3 separate regions of the Mus musculus genome follow, and all the other regions are linked to region 1. A link is a contact called in public HiChIP or PLAC-seq data. All regions are on one chromosome and are shown on one strand. Each heading gives the region's core, a stretch centred on a gene start, on an enhancer-like site or on the middle of the called end of the contact. The rest is flanking DNA. Distances are from core to core; before and after follow the strand shown.

Evidence for each region. HiChIP or PLAC-seq counts read pairs in DNA pulled down with a chosen protein or histone mark.
Region 2: a contact with region 1 is called in an H3K4me3 HiChIP or PLAC-seq map of bone marrow-derived macrophages, with 4 times the contacts expected there. The contact joins two enhancer-like sites. A contact is called at or near these places in 1 of 15 datasets of contacts at CTCF or cohesin (the NIH/3T3 cell line), 1 of 484 Hi-C or Micro-C datasets (bone marrow-derived macrophages), 5 of 115 datasets of contacts at active chromatin or transcription factors (the 230-238 cell line, the HPC-7 cell line, acute myeloid leukemia and 1 more) and 1 of 9 other capture datasets (bone marrow-derived macrophages).
Region 3: a contact with region 1 is called in an H3K27ac HiChIP or PLAC-seq map of T-cell acute lymphoblastic leukemia, with 2.7 times the contacts expected there. The contact joins two enhancer-like sites. A contact is called at or near these places in 1 of 484 Hi-C or Micro-C datasets (bone marrow-derived macrophages), 6 of 115 datasets of contacts at active chromatin or transcription factors (DN3 thymocytes, the HPC-7 cell line, T-cell acute lymphoblastic leukemia and 3 more) and 3 of 9 other capture datasets (adipose tissue, liver and pancreatic islet).

Annotation. Positions count from the first base shown.
Region 1 is chr12:32,006,791-32,011,525 of GRCm38.p6, reverse strand. All of the region lies in intron 2 of Prkar2b (protein kinase, cAMP dependent regulatory, type II beta), which reads left to right. Among named protein-coding and RNA genes, the nearest start is that of Prkar2b, 52 kb to the left of the region's middle. Within about 2 kb of position 2,100, at least 75 of the 459 cell types and tissues checked have an H3K27ac peak or open chromatin away from gene starts, as enhancers often do. A contact at or near this core is called in DN3 thymocytes, T-cell acute lymphoblastic leukemia, bone marrow-derived macrophages and 1 more, where this site is marked.
Region 2 is chr12:32,236,159-32,240,893 of GRCm38.p6, reverse strand. No RefSeq gene overlaps it. Among named protein-coding and RNA genes, the nearest start is that of Gm33308, 7.7 kb to the left of the region's middle. Within about 2 kb of position 2,208, at least 21 of the 459 cell types and tissues checked have an H3K27ac peak or open chromatin away from gene starts, as enhancers often do. A contact at or near this core is called in bone marrow-derived macrophages, where this site is marked.
Region 3 is chr12:32,167,698-32,172,432 of GRCm38.p6, reverse strand. No RefSeq gene overlaps it. Among named protein-coding and RNA genes, the nearest start is that of Gm40374, 27 kb to the right of the region's middle. Within about 2 kb of position 2,877, at least 68 of the 459 cell types and tissues checked have an H3K27ac peak or open chromatin away from gene starts, as enhancers often do. A contact at or near this core is called in DN3 thymocytes, T-cell acute lymphoblastic leukemia and memory CD8 T cells, where this site is marked.

The sequences.
Region 1 (4,735 bases), core at 851-3,350:
GAGATTAGAGATGTGTATACTATCTTAGGTAAATACTGTTATAAAACTGTAAAACTTGTTTGCCTATAGATGAATTATATAGTCTATCTAGCCCACATAAAAGACACAGAAACTTGGTATTTTGTTTACAAGCTATAAGCCTAGGTTGGGCGGGTTCTGTGCTGTTCTCTCACATATACAAACCCTTTGTCCCTTGTGACTCACTGTTTGAGTCTCGCTCAGGCTGCTTTTGCTCCATCAGCTGTCCTTGGGGTGCACTTCTCTGGGCCACGTGCTGCTGGTCCATCTTGTCTAATGGAGGCCTCCTGATCTCTTTGTCTTCTTTTTCCATCTTCCCGTGGTCTCTCTCATTCGATTTTTAAGTTCCACCTCTCTCTCTCTACTATCCAATCACAGGCTCTAGCCTTTTATTAACCAATAGCTTTAAACTGGGGAGCAAGGGTTACCCAACAAAGGCCAGTGTATGTGAGAACACACTTGTCTGGACAACAACCAGATCTTGGGGTTGAGACTTTAGCAATGGCATACATAGTGACAGACCAACCCCCAGCGTTTGCCAACATCTCTGAGAGTTTCTTCCTCTCCTCTTTGTAGCATGTTTGAGAGGGACTTCCACACGCTGTCAGTGTGGTGCACAGTGTTTCACAGGGTTCTTAGACAACTCATCTTTGCTCTCTCATTTTTCCAGTGGAATAATTTCTATTGATCTGCCTTTCAAGTTCTTTGATTCTGCTTTTAACATTGGCTCCACTTGTTTAGTGTCTATAGAACCGTATGCACGTGTGCACATAGAGATGCAGAAATACTTGCCTGTGCATGTGTATGTGAAGACCAGAGGTTGATGGTCGGCCTCTTCCTCGGTCACTTTCTACCTTACTATTTGAGATAGGGTCTCTCACTGAACCCGTTTGCTGACTGGCCATTGAGTCCCTGGGACCCTCCTGTCTCTCCACTCTCCAGTGCTGGGCTTACCTGTGTGTCCTGCCATACCTGGCTTTACTTGGGTGCTGGAGACGTGAAATGGACCTCACGCATGCGCAGCAAGCACTTACTCACTGGCCATCCCTCTAGCCCTAGTCTTCGATTCTTCCTTCCATTGAGCTGTTCTAATGACTTCAGAACCAAACCAAACCCGAGTTGTTACATTTTTCAACACGTTTTCCCTGTGACCCCTTCTTGTAATTTTCTCTTTAATGAAGCTGATTACTGAATCACTGATCAGCCGATCAGATATGGTTTCCTCTGCCTCCACGAAGGAAATAGCCTCTTTGAAGTCTTCTCTGTGTCCAGTCAGTTCTTTGTAGCCTGTGGGTCACATCTACTTTTTCTCTGCATGTGTCATGTTTGCTAAGAGCTGGACAGTTTAGGATCTTTACGGTAATGTTTCTGGATCCCGAGCTCCCCTCTCCAGGTTGTGGACAGTTTAGGATCTTTACGGTAATGTTTCTGGATCCTGAGCTCCCCTCTCCAGGTTGTGGACAGTTTAGGATCTTTACGGTAATGTTTCTGGATCCTGAGCTCCCCTCTCCAGGTTGTGGACAGTTTAGGATCTTTACGGTAATGTTTCTGGATCCTGAGCTCCCCTCTCCAGGTTGTGGACAGTTTAGGATCTTTACGGTAATGTTTCTGGCTCCCGAGCTCCCCTCTCCAGGTTGTTGCTTCCTGGCAGGTGGGAGAGCCGACTTGTCTGTGCTTAAATTCCTGTGTTCCAGCTCGCTGTGGTTTGTGGCTTTGAGGGTTGGCTTGTGTCTGCCTGATGTTATGGTCAAAAGCCACTCACAGCTGACAGATCCTGTGTGAGTTTGGGAACATTTAAATTTCAGGCAGTTTTCAAGGGGAGGTTTGGCATTTACTCTCTGCTGGGTCATCTCATGTCCCCTCTGCCTGCACAGAGATGGTCTCTATTGCCCTGTTGACTTCCAGGTGTAGGTAGACGGCTTGGGCCCTGCCAGTTTCTTCTATGTCCCCACAAAGCATAACCACAGCTCAGACACATGGGAAAGTAACCAGACTCCTAACTGTCTCGCTTTCCGTTACATTTCTAGTTAGTTTACTGAATCTAGGGATGACACCATCTTATGCTCTCTAAGCTTCAGGCCTCTTGCTTGTCTTTCACCCAGGTCACTGTAACCAGCAGTGCTCAGGGCAGGAACTGTGTGTGGTAAGTGAGTGTGTGTGTGTGTGTGTGTGTGTGTGGTGTATGGTGTGTGGTGTGTGTGTGTGTGTGTGGTGTGTGTGTGTTTGTGTGTGTGTGTGTGGTGTGTGTGTGTGTGGTGTATGGTGTGTGGTGTGTGTGTGTGTGTGGTGTGTGTGTGTTTGTGTGTGTGTGTGGTGTGTGTGTGTGTGTGTGTGTGTGTGTGTGTAGTGTGTGTTGTCTGTTTTTGTTTTGTTTTTTGTCTGTTTCCATGTTCACCTAGAATGGCATAGCGAGCAGCCTTGGGCAGGGATGCCAGTGATTTGCACTGTGTTAACTGAAAATCTGGTCTTTTTATGAATAAATGCTTCTATATCATATGCCTTTCATTTCCAGAGTGCTGATTTCCTCCCCTAAGTTCCGGATAACTCCTCTCTGCCTTTTTGGTGGTGGGGGTGGGGCAGGACCTACCACGTTCCTCATTCCACTAGGCTGTCCTGGAACTTGCTGTGTAGACCAGACTGGCCTAGAACTCGGAGGTCTACCTCCCAAATGCTGGGGTGCAAGGCATGTGCCACCATGTCTGGCTAAAGATGTTTTTTTTTTTTTTTGCTGCATAAAAATTACAGGAATGAGATAGACGTGGTGTTCATACTGAGGAGTGGCCCTTCTGTGCTAGTCAACCACTGGATCACTGGGCTGCATCCTACCCACCATGTTGTTCTTTCAAATAAATGGTGTTAGTTTTATTAGAAACAGTTTTTAGTTTTACTGTGGCATTGTTAATGAGTTATTTTCCTAAAGTATTTGGGAAAAATTTGGCACCTTGATTCTGTTAGTTTTAGAGATGGTATGTTTTTAGGAAGTATAAAATATTAAAGCCAATTTGAGAAAAGATGAGATACCTTAAAAAAAAAAAGATGGTTAGTAAGATACCGTTCTTGTGGTTTTAATTCCTTCTTGTACCTGAGATGGGAATAATTTGAGGCAATTTAGTAATCTTTTTGAAGTATGGATGTTTAAAGATGTTTGAGAATACATTTTAAATTATTATGATGGTGATGATGGTGGTGATGATGATGATGATGGGTTTCCAGACAAAGTTTCTCTGAATAGCCCTATTGTCCTGGGACTCAATCTGTTGACCAGTCCGGTTTTGAACTCACAGAGATCTGCCTGCCTTTCTGATTGTAAAGTGAAAAAAAAAACATGGAAGGGTAGGTAGGAAAATAAGAATAGTCATAATCTTTCTATAGAGCAGTACCTGCTATGTAAACATTGGTATCCACCTTGACAGCCATCTTTTATGCATACGTTTTTTATAAATATACAATATACACCTGCATTGCAAATGACTATAAAAACATTTTATAAGATATTACTGAACAGCAAAGTTCTTAATCGAAAATGAAACCTTATTTACTTTTTTTTTTTAAGAGTATCTCATGTAGTCCAGACTGGCCTCTGATCCACTGTGCAGCCTTGAATTCCTAATTCTCCTGCTTCTCCCTCCTCAGAGCTGCCGTCACACCGGGTTGCTATGGTGCCTGGGATTGATTCTAGGGCCTCCTGCATACTGGGCAAGCACTCTACCAACTGAGCTGTACTCTTAGCCCCTCAAAGAGTAATTTAAAAATATTAATAACATACATGAATACATATCTTAATTATTTTTTATTTATTATTGGGGACTCTTTTTAACTATCGGTTTTTAGATGGAAGGACTTGAAGAGTACTTACTGAATTGACCTTGAGAATGTTAAAGGCTTTATCTTTTAAAAGATTTATTTTATGTACGTGCGTACACCGTAGTTGACCTTCAGACACACCAGAAGAGGGCATTAGATTCTGTTACAGATGGTTGTGAGCTGCCATTTGGTTCCTGGGAATTGGACTCAGGACCTCTAGAAAAGCAGTTAGTGCTGTAAACTGCTGGGCCATCTCTCCAGCCCTCAAAGCTTTTATTTTTGAGATAGGATCTTAATGTCCAGAGCGGCCTCCGACTCAGCTAAGGGTGACTTTGAACCCCCTGCTTCTGCCTCTGGGGTGCAGAGATGGCAGGCTTGTACCGCCTGCCATAACAAATTTATGTGGTTGTGGGGATCAAACCCACGCCTTGTGCATGCTAAGCAACTCCTCTCCTCGCTGAGCTACATCCCCAGCCACTTTCAAAGCCCGTGATACTTTTCGAATCTGGCGTCTTCCATTCCATTCCCACTTCTCACCAGCAGTGCTGAGGAATTTCATTCTAAACCTGTCTTTGCCATACTGTCTTTTAACTTAAACAAATTAACAAAAACAAAAAAGACCCAAAGAACTTTGCTAATTTATTTGACACAAATGTTTAGTAGTTTGTTCCTAGATTTTAATTTTTCCTTATTATATCATTCTATCTTAATTTAAAAAATTCACTTGATTCAGATCTTGGTCAGAGAAAAATGACAGCTGATAAAAAAGAATTTCTAGCAAAAGAGAAATTAGGATACATGTCATTATATATTATTGCTTTTCCTAAAGACACGTAAAAATTAGACTTGATAGAAATATGTTAGGACCTACAAAACTTTCACCGAATTTTATTTTCTTAGAACAGTTTCCATG
Region 2 (4,735 bases), core at 959-3,458, 230 kb before region 1:
TGGGCATGTCTGTTCAGTGTGTGACATATGCAATGGTGGGGATATGTCTGTTCAATGTGTCACATATGTAAGGGTGGTCCATGTCTGTTCAGTGTGTCACATATGTAAGTGTGGGGCCATGTCTGTTCAGTGTGTGACATATGCAAGTGTGGGGGGCATGTCTGTTCAGTGTGTCACAAATAAAGTCGTGAGCATCTCTGTTCCGATTGTGATATATGCAGGTTGTGGGCATGTCTGTTCAGTGTATCACATATACAGGGTGGGGACATGTCTGTTCAGTGTGTGACATATGTAAGGGTGGGGCCTTATCTATTCAGTGTGTCACAATTGTTAGGGTGTGGGCATGTCTTTTCAGTGTGTCACATATGTAAGGGTAGGGCCAGTCTATTCAGTGTATCACTTATGTAAGGTTGGGGCCATGTCTGTTCAGTGTGTCACATATGCAGGGTGGGGCCATGTCTGTTCAGTGTGTGACCTATGTAAAGGTGTGAGCATGTCTGTTCAGTGTGTCACATATGTAAGAGTGGAGTCATGTCTGTTCAGTGTATCACATATGTAAGGGTGTGGGCGTATCTTTTCAGAGTGTGGCATTTGTAAGGGTGGGGTGTGTCTGTTTAGAGTGTCACATATATAAGGAGGGTATCTGTTCAGAATGTCACACATGTAAGTGTATGGGCGTGTCTGTTCAGTGTGTGACATATTCATGCTTTATGCCATTTAATCCTTACAAAAACTCTCAGTTTCAAGTGGCACTGTTTGCAGACTTGAGTTTTATTTTTGATGCAGGAATTGACTCATGCGTACTAGGTACATGTTCTACCACTGAGCTACCAGCATATTTGCAAGTTTGGGTTGATAAAGACCCTCAAACAAGTTGAGGAACTTGACCAAGAACTATGGTATCTAAAAATCATGAAGGATTATTCTGCACCATATATAAAGTCATGCATGTTCACAACAAGCCAGTCTAGAAATTAGTAATGCCAATTTGAAAATGAGGGAGTTAAGTACTGCTTTTTGGGTCATGGGGCTTAGGAGCCTGCCAGCCTCAGTGTAAACCACTGTGTGTCAGGAGTTGGGCTCTCTGCAAGCTAAGGCTATGAAGGCAATACGTGAATTCTCTTGGATAGCACCAGAGAAGCAGGGGTGGGAAGCAGGGCCAGAGGCTCACCAGTATTGATTACTGGCTATGGACCACAAAGCATGCACGGGGCTAGGGCTGGAGCTGGGGGGCATGGAACTACAGCAGTTCTTGCAGAGCTGGCAGCTGATAACTGGCTGCACTCCTGGAATCAGGATAAATTCTTCCTGGGAGAACATGCAACAGTGCACCACAGTGTCCATCACACCAGGGCCTACATCTTGGTCCAGGCAGACTCACCGTGGTCTTTCTGCTGCAACCTTCTATGTGTGGAGGGAGGGCTATCAGGGAAGCAGCAGTGTTTGGTGGAATTATAGAGAAGGGTAGGGCTGGTCTGATGAATGGTGAGTGTGATAGTTTGTATATGCTTGGCCCAGGGAGTGGCACTATTAGAAGGTATGGCCCTGTTAGAGTAGGTGTGGCCCTTTTTGGAGTAGACGTGTCACTGTGGGCGTGGCCTTTAAGACTCTCATCCTAGCTGCCTGAAAGTCAGTATTCTGCTAGCAGCCTTCAGATGAAGATATAGAACTCTCAGCTCCCCATGCACCATGTCTGCCTTGATGCTGCCATGTTCCTGCCTTAATAATAATGGACTGAACCTCTGAACCTGTAAGCCAGCCCCATTAAATGTTATCATTTGTAAGACTTACCTTGGTCATGGTGTCTGTTCATAGCAATAAACCCCTAACTAAGACAGTGAGACCAGTCCCTAGACTCCACAGGGACATGAATGCCTCTGCCTCCTTCAGTGTCTCACATAACATTAGCTGAAAACTAGTGAGAAGCTGCCAAGCCAATCATTAAAGACTTGCATTTATTTTAATGGCAGTCTCCGTGTAGCCTAGAAAGGGCAGTATGAACCCATCCCGGGTGCAACTATTGGTTCAGGCGTTTGAGTTCTTTGTGACAACTTAACTACTACATGTCACATGCTCACCCCAAAGGCTGCAGAGCTACAAAATGTGCTGTTTAGGCCATATGCTGGCCTCCTGGATACACTGCAGGGGTACTGTGGAGAGCGCTGCTTTTCGTTTGGAAATTGAGTCTGCTAGCTTGTGGCTTTCTCAAAGTGGTGAGAACAGCAGAATTCCAGCCAGAGTGGAAAAAAAAATTCTCATACTTCTGCTTGGATTCAGAGAACAGCCGACTTGACAGAAGGCAAAAAGCCAGCGAGTTTAGCTAACTCTCTGACAAGGGAGCAGAAAGAAAAATCAGCTTTGCATACCTCAGTCCCTCTCCAATATCACGTGAGAGGGTAGCCTGGAGGACTGCAGAATAGACCATGCAGGAAGGAGGACTGGGCCCTGGCAGTTCTTGAAGTAGGTGACTTGCTGATTGCAACCCAGAACAGAGCTTCCTCTGTGGGACAACGACTGGCCCTCTGTGCTTCTTCACCTGGCCAGCCACTCCTCCATCCTGGAACACTTCCTGGTGGATGTCCTACTTAAGACAACCTGGCTACAGCCTCAGTTCAAATTATCCCCCCATGAAACTATCTGTCTCCATTACCACTTGGACCAAAAGTAATTCCGATCTTAATTCACATTGCACTCACATAGCAGGGATTCTAGTGGTGTGAGCTGTGCATTAGAATTACTTGGTGTGCTTGGCTAGAAGACGAGTGCCTTGGTTTCAGACTGTAGCCATTCTGGACGGCAGACATAGACCAGCCTGCAGTCTGCATTCTCATGTTTCTGTTGGCTAATCATAGTTGGCAACTTGACACACCTGGGAAGACAAAGTCTTAATTGAGTAACTGTCTCCATCTGATTAGCCTATGGCTGTGCTTTTGACGCAGCTTCTTAATTGTTGATTGATGTAGGAAGGTGCAGCCCACTGTGGATGCTGCCTCCTCCCCCATCCCCCGAGGCAGATGGGCCTGGGCTGAATTTAAAAAGATAGCTGAGCAAGCCAGGAGAAGCAAGGCAGTAAGTAATTTCTTCTACAGCGGTCTCACTTCAGTTCTCTCCCCATCTTTGTTTTGTCTTCCTTGATGATTGCCTGTAACCTATAAGAGAAATAAGCCCTTTCCTCCAGAGGTTGCTTCTGGTCAGAGTTCTAGCTCAGCAACAGAAAGCAAACTAGAACAGTAGTCAACAGAATGTCCCCAATGTGCTTGGCCCGTAACAGGGGTCCTCGAGAAGAACACACCTTTCTGAGTAGGGTAAGATGAAATCTCAAAGTGGTCTTGATTCACATTTTTCTAATTTCTAGTGATGGTGAGCATTTATGGAGATCTTTCTTAGCTTTGGGACAGTGGGACCCTTGCACACATCCCAACTGTTCACTGATGATAGAGATTTTGGGGTAGGCCAGTTCAGAGTGCTGGATCTGCACCTGGGTGTTGTCTCTGCTGCTCAACATGTGTGTTCTTCCTTATCCCTCCAGGGCAAGCACTCCAGCACTGCTCTGGCTAGCTTGCCAAATGGCTCAATCAGGCAGGAGGCAGGGTCGGCTCTCCCAACTGCCTCAGATGTCAAGGGGCAAGGGAGCAGAGGGCATACCTCTTCCCCCTACCAACCTCATGGCAGAGGAGTGTCAGAGACAGCTCTCCCTCCCTCCCACCCTCACTCCTCAGGGTCAGTTTACACACACACACACACACACACACACTACACACACTACCAAGGCCAGCTCTACTCTGCTGCTCAAGTGAGTTGTAGAGCCCATTCTCCCAAGTGCTATGGTGGGTGAAGGGCAGGGATGAAGAAAATGGTGTAATTATGTTATAATCTTAAAATATACAAGCCTATTTTAATAAATAATGCACTGCTGGTTATTGGTGGAACATGCCTTTAATCCCACCACTTGGCAGGCAGAAGCAAATAGATTACTGTGAATTCAAGGCCAGCCTGGTCTACAGAGCCAGGTCGAGGACAGCCAGTGCTATAAAGAGAAACCCTGCCTCAGAAAAAAAAAAAAGAAAGAAAGAAAGAAAGAAAGAAAGAAAGAAAGAAAGAAAAGAAGGAAGGAAGAAAGGAAAAAAGCCACTTACTGTAAGGGCTAGTTTCCCTGAACCTTGCATGTGACAGGGGGACATACATAATCTGAGTCAGAGCTAATTTCCAGTATGCATGCTATTTATGCATACTGTCATTTACATATCACAGGTGCTCAGATATCTGCTGGTCAACCGATACTCTTGTTGGTGTCCTGGTTTTGTTTTTACTCTTTCAGATGACCAGAGGCTCTCAGAACATTGTGTCTCTCCCTCCTGTTTCTTAATCATCCTCCCCGCATAAGTCCCAAGGTCGAGAGGAGTCATTAATCCTTCCTCAACCCATTCTATCTAATCCCTGGGACCCTTGCTGGACTGCTGCTAAACTAGAAAGTTCAACATGATCTTTTATATTATGCTTTTTTAAGATGTATGTCCATGGAAAGTTAATATAACAAAGAGACATATGTTTAAGGATCTGAGTCTGAGCAGTCTCACGAGTGACAGAAGTTACAGTGGATGACCAGGAGTTTGTTCGGGACATATCCTGACCAAGCTGTTCACAACGATTCAATTAAGATGTCTTATGGGAAGGAATTGAATAATACCTTGTGGATTTGGTGTCATATAGAGGCAGGCTTGTGTACTTTCTATTC
Region 3 (4,735 bases), core at 1,628-4,127, 160 kb before region 1:
ATCCCAGTGAGCAATTTACTTCTTAGTAGGTTTTTTGTGAGTTGAATTTTGACCCACCCCCAAGACAGACATGGAAATCCTAGCTCTAGTATCTGTGTAATCTTACGTGGAAACAGATTATATATGTATATTCAAGTTAAGATGTGTTTAAATAACTGATATCCTTAAATACAGAGAAGTGACACATGAGGCAAGCACAATATTGGAATGAACCTTCTGCAGACCAAGGAAATTGGAGGGAAAAGACACAGAAGATCCTCCCTAAGACCCTTCCTAGGATGCATGGCCCTGCCAACATTTTGATTTTGGAGTTCTGGCCTCTAGAACTGTAGCAAGATCTATTTCTATCATTTTAAGCCACCCAGTCTGGGATACTTGGTTCTGATATCCTTAGGGTACTGATTCCAAGTGAATAACAACATTCCATGGAATCATATCGGATGAGTATCCCAGAAGTTATTGATGTTTTCTGCTACTGTCAGAACAATTTAAACATATATAAACCATGATAATAATGATGAGAAACTCTAATTCAGTGGGTAAGAAATAAATACTTCTTGAAAATATCGAATTTCCAGAAGAATAAAATGTGTGTGTCCAGTAACCATGACAGCAAACCCAATACATTGTTTATTAAACATGTACAATCAAAATAACTTAGGATCATCTTCCATCAGCAACGATTAGTTACTGGCCACGTCTGGTGCTGACTTAAGGGGAAGGGTACCTCAACAAAGTAATGACATTTATCACATTTATCTATTCTCTGCTTCAGCCGGTCCACATCCAAGAATTTGTCCATCAGAAAGGATGAAGTGTGTGAAGACTAATCATCAGAAATAGTTACAAGGAGCTGGGGAAACGGCTCAGTGGATAAAGTGCATGCTGTGCATACATAAGGACCTGCTCAGCCCCCCAGCACCCAAATAAAAGTTGGGCATCAGAGTGTGTCTATAAGACCAGTGCTGAGGAGCAGAGGCAGGGACACAGAGTTCTCTCTGGGGCCAGTTAACCAGCCAATTTAGCAGAATTTGTGTGGTGGTCCCTTGCAGGCTTCACAGCGGTCAGGGGAAAATGATCAGGACTAGATAAGAATGGAACTCGGTTCAGCCTGATTTTATTGTAACCAGCGCTAAACCAGAACTTCTAGAGTCTGGCTCAGATCGTTTTACTTTAGGTATATTTAAGCCCAGCACAATTGGGGGCAGGGGTGGGGGGAGAAGAAAGGTATTCAGATAACAACTCAGTCCCAAGTTCACAACAATTTTAAGACATGTTTGTATTGAGGCTTTTTGCAAAGAACATATGGCTTCATCCATAAGATGACTTCTTGTTGACTTGGAAACAATGTTCAAGATAAAGTTGTAGGGAGAACAATTGATGTAATACATAATGCCTGTGGGGGCCAAGATTGGTCTGGCTCGAAGATAACACAGAAGACACTTGGGCTGTTGTAAAGAGCAAGTGACATCACGCATAAAAATGAGTTTAATGGTCTAAGAGCAATGCTTAAGATCTAGTGGGAAAGGGTCTGGGATAAGTTAATACTGGGAGACATGGGCAGAGCCTGTCTCATCAGACAGCAAAGGACCACCAGGCTGTAAAACTCCATCATTCCTGGCACTCTAGGAAGAAACAGTTGTGCACTTCATTCCATTGAAGAGGTGAGCAGTGCGTTTAACTTTCCTGGCTTCTCCAGTGCTTCTCTGTGTGCACCAGGCCCCTTTGCCTGCTGCAGATCTGTAAGCTTCAGGTTGTAAAAGGCCTGGCCTAAAAAAATTAAGATGAAGAGTAATAAAGGATACCTGATGTGTAGACTCTAGTCTACACATGTGCACGTGCGCACACACACACACACTAAAATAATAATAATAATAAAAGAGAATAAAAATAGTCACCATACTTCTTTATAATAACTAAAATTTGCAAACAGCCCTTAAAGTCTCTCTACAGGAGATCAATTAGCTAAGTGCCATTGAATTAAGAGCTGGGGATGTGGCTCTAATTGATAGTGCTTGCCTAGAGTGCACACAAGTGAGGCTTCAACCACTTGCCCTGAATAAACTAGATATGATGGTGCACACCTCTAATCCCAACGTGAAAGTTAAGGGCAGGAGGACATTCTAGGTTATTCTCTAATACTTAAGGAGTTTGAGGCCAGCCTATGCTAGATACTCTGTCTCAAAAATCAATTTAAAAATGTAAGTGGTGGTAAGTATGTGCATACATAAAAAGTTTGGGAGTATATATATATATATATATATATATATATATACTCACACTGGTGTTTGTTTTTGTTTTTTTGTACTAGGGAATTGAATCTAAGGCCTTACACATGGAAGACAAACACTACCAATAAGCTGTATCTTCAGCCATTTTTATTTTTATTTTTATTTTTATTTCACTATATAGCCCTAAGTTACAGGGGCTTGCCTTGAACTCACACTGTAACCCAGGCAGACCTTGAGCTTGGGATCTTTCTGCCTCAGCCTCCTGAGTGTCTGGGAGCTATAGCTTATACTATTAATAGTGATAGTTTTTTCTGTGCATTAACTTTTTTTCATTTGGATTTGGGGACGTTTCGAGTTTCTTAACCAGGAGAAATTAATATTTTCATTTTCTGGGGAAAAAAGATGCATTCCAAATGACAATCGTCTCTTTGTCTCTTAACGTAGATCATGCTGCACTAAAAGCTCAAAGGGCGGCAGAGGGACTAAATTTGAAGGCCTTATTATCAAGCAGTGGCTTCAAAGCTATTGTTGGAAGTTGGGATTTGAAAACAGGGACCTTGAAATCTTCAGCCTTATCCCTACCTGATGGTGATCAGTCACTGCTAAAACTGGCCTTGATCTCTGTTCAACAATAGCAGTGCTTTGAAGAAGGTGCCACCTGCCACTAAGTCAGTCAGGAGAGTCCTGCTTGCTGCAGCTCTTCCCAACTGCAGACCTGGTGCTGCCTGTGTGGTCCTGCTGGGCTTTCCAGCTCGCATCTGAAGTCCCCTGAGGAGGTGCAAACAGCCTGTTTTCACTCCTTGTTAATGTCAGATTCTTTTCTAAGCATTTGCTCATTAACACAACTGAGTAAATCTTGCTGCCTGCTGCTTTAGTAGGAATTATCCCCTAAGCGGGGCTCGGTGTGGTTCTGAGTCAGGGGGCCTGTGGCCTATCAAGGGATGCAAGGCCACTTTGCAGTGTGGAGCAGCAAGCACCATGTGCCTCTCAGCAGAGGAACAATCGCCTGGCAATCGACCCCAGAATCTTCTAGTTTTACTTTAGAATTAAAATAGCTTCCTATTGTCTGGCAGAAAGCCACCCACCATTTCCGACCATTGCAAGGTTTATGGTTGAACAGTGCTTTCTGCAACCTGATGTGTTTGGTAGGTAAGTCTACACAAGTCCCCACTGCACACACACACACACACACACACACACACCACCTTTCCTCTGCACCATCACAAAGCACTTGTTCTGTTAAGCTACCAGCCCTGTGGCTACAAAGGGCTTCCCCTGAGGAAGTCTCATAGCCACAAAGAAGTACCAAACCCTTGACTACCCCCACCCCACCCCGTTCTCACCCCAGCTGTGCTCAGTCCACAGTTTCACAGTTCTAGACACCAGAGAAAACAGCCTCTCACTTTAAGAGCAACTCCTTCCTCAGGTACTAATTGCTCAACGTGAATGGACACATTTGCCGGCTTTCAGTAAGTAAATAGGCTTGGCGCCTTAAACCTCCAGAAATTTAAAAGATTCTGAATTCTTAACAGAGGAACCTTTAATGGCCAAGAAGCACTTAAGAAATATTCAACATCCTTAGCCATCAGGGAAATGCAAATCAAACGACTCTGAGACTCCATCTTACATCAGTCAGAGTGGCTAAGGTCAAAAACTCAAGTGACAGCAGATGCTGACAAGGATGTGGAACAAGGAGGAACACTCCTCCATTGCTGGTGGAAGTGCAAATTTGTACAACCACTCTGGAAATCAATTTGGCAGTTTTTCAGAAACTTTGGAATAGTTCTACTCTAAGACCCAGCTATACCACTCCTGGGCATATACTCTAAAGATGCCCCACTACAGCACAAGGGTATGTGCTCCACTATGATCATAGCAGCGTTATTCATAATAGCCAGAAACTAAAAACAACCTGATCCCCTCAACTGAAGAATGGATAAAGCAAATGTGGTACATTTACACAATGGAATACTATTCAGCTATTAAAAGCAAAGACATCATGAAATTTGCAGGCAAGTGAATGGATCTTGATATTCTCATGTTGACCCAAAGAAACTAAGTAACAAGGAGGCCCTTAGAAGCAGAAACAAAATAGTCATGGGTAGTGAATGGAGAGAAGGAACTGGGTGAGAGAGGGTGTGAGGAGGGGAACAGGGGTGAGGTTCAGATGTGGGGAGGGGGTGAAGGAGAGGGCTTGTAGTGAGAACAGAAATCGATGAGGAGCATCTCTGGAACTGGCTGGAGATCTTGGATGGAGGAAGCTCTGAGGAATCTATTGAGGTGATCCTAGCTGTGATTTCTATCAGTGGTAGATATGGAGACTGAAGTGGCCACTTCTTGTATCCAGGCAGGACTTCCAGTGGAGGGAAGGGGACATCAACCCACCCACAAAACCTTCTTCAACCCAAAATTTGTCCTACTTACAAAATGTGCAGGAATAAAGATAGAGCAGAGATTGAGGGAATGACCAACCAATGTCTGTCCCAACTTGAGACCCATCCCAT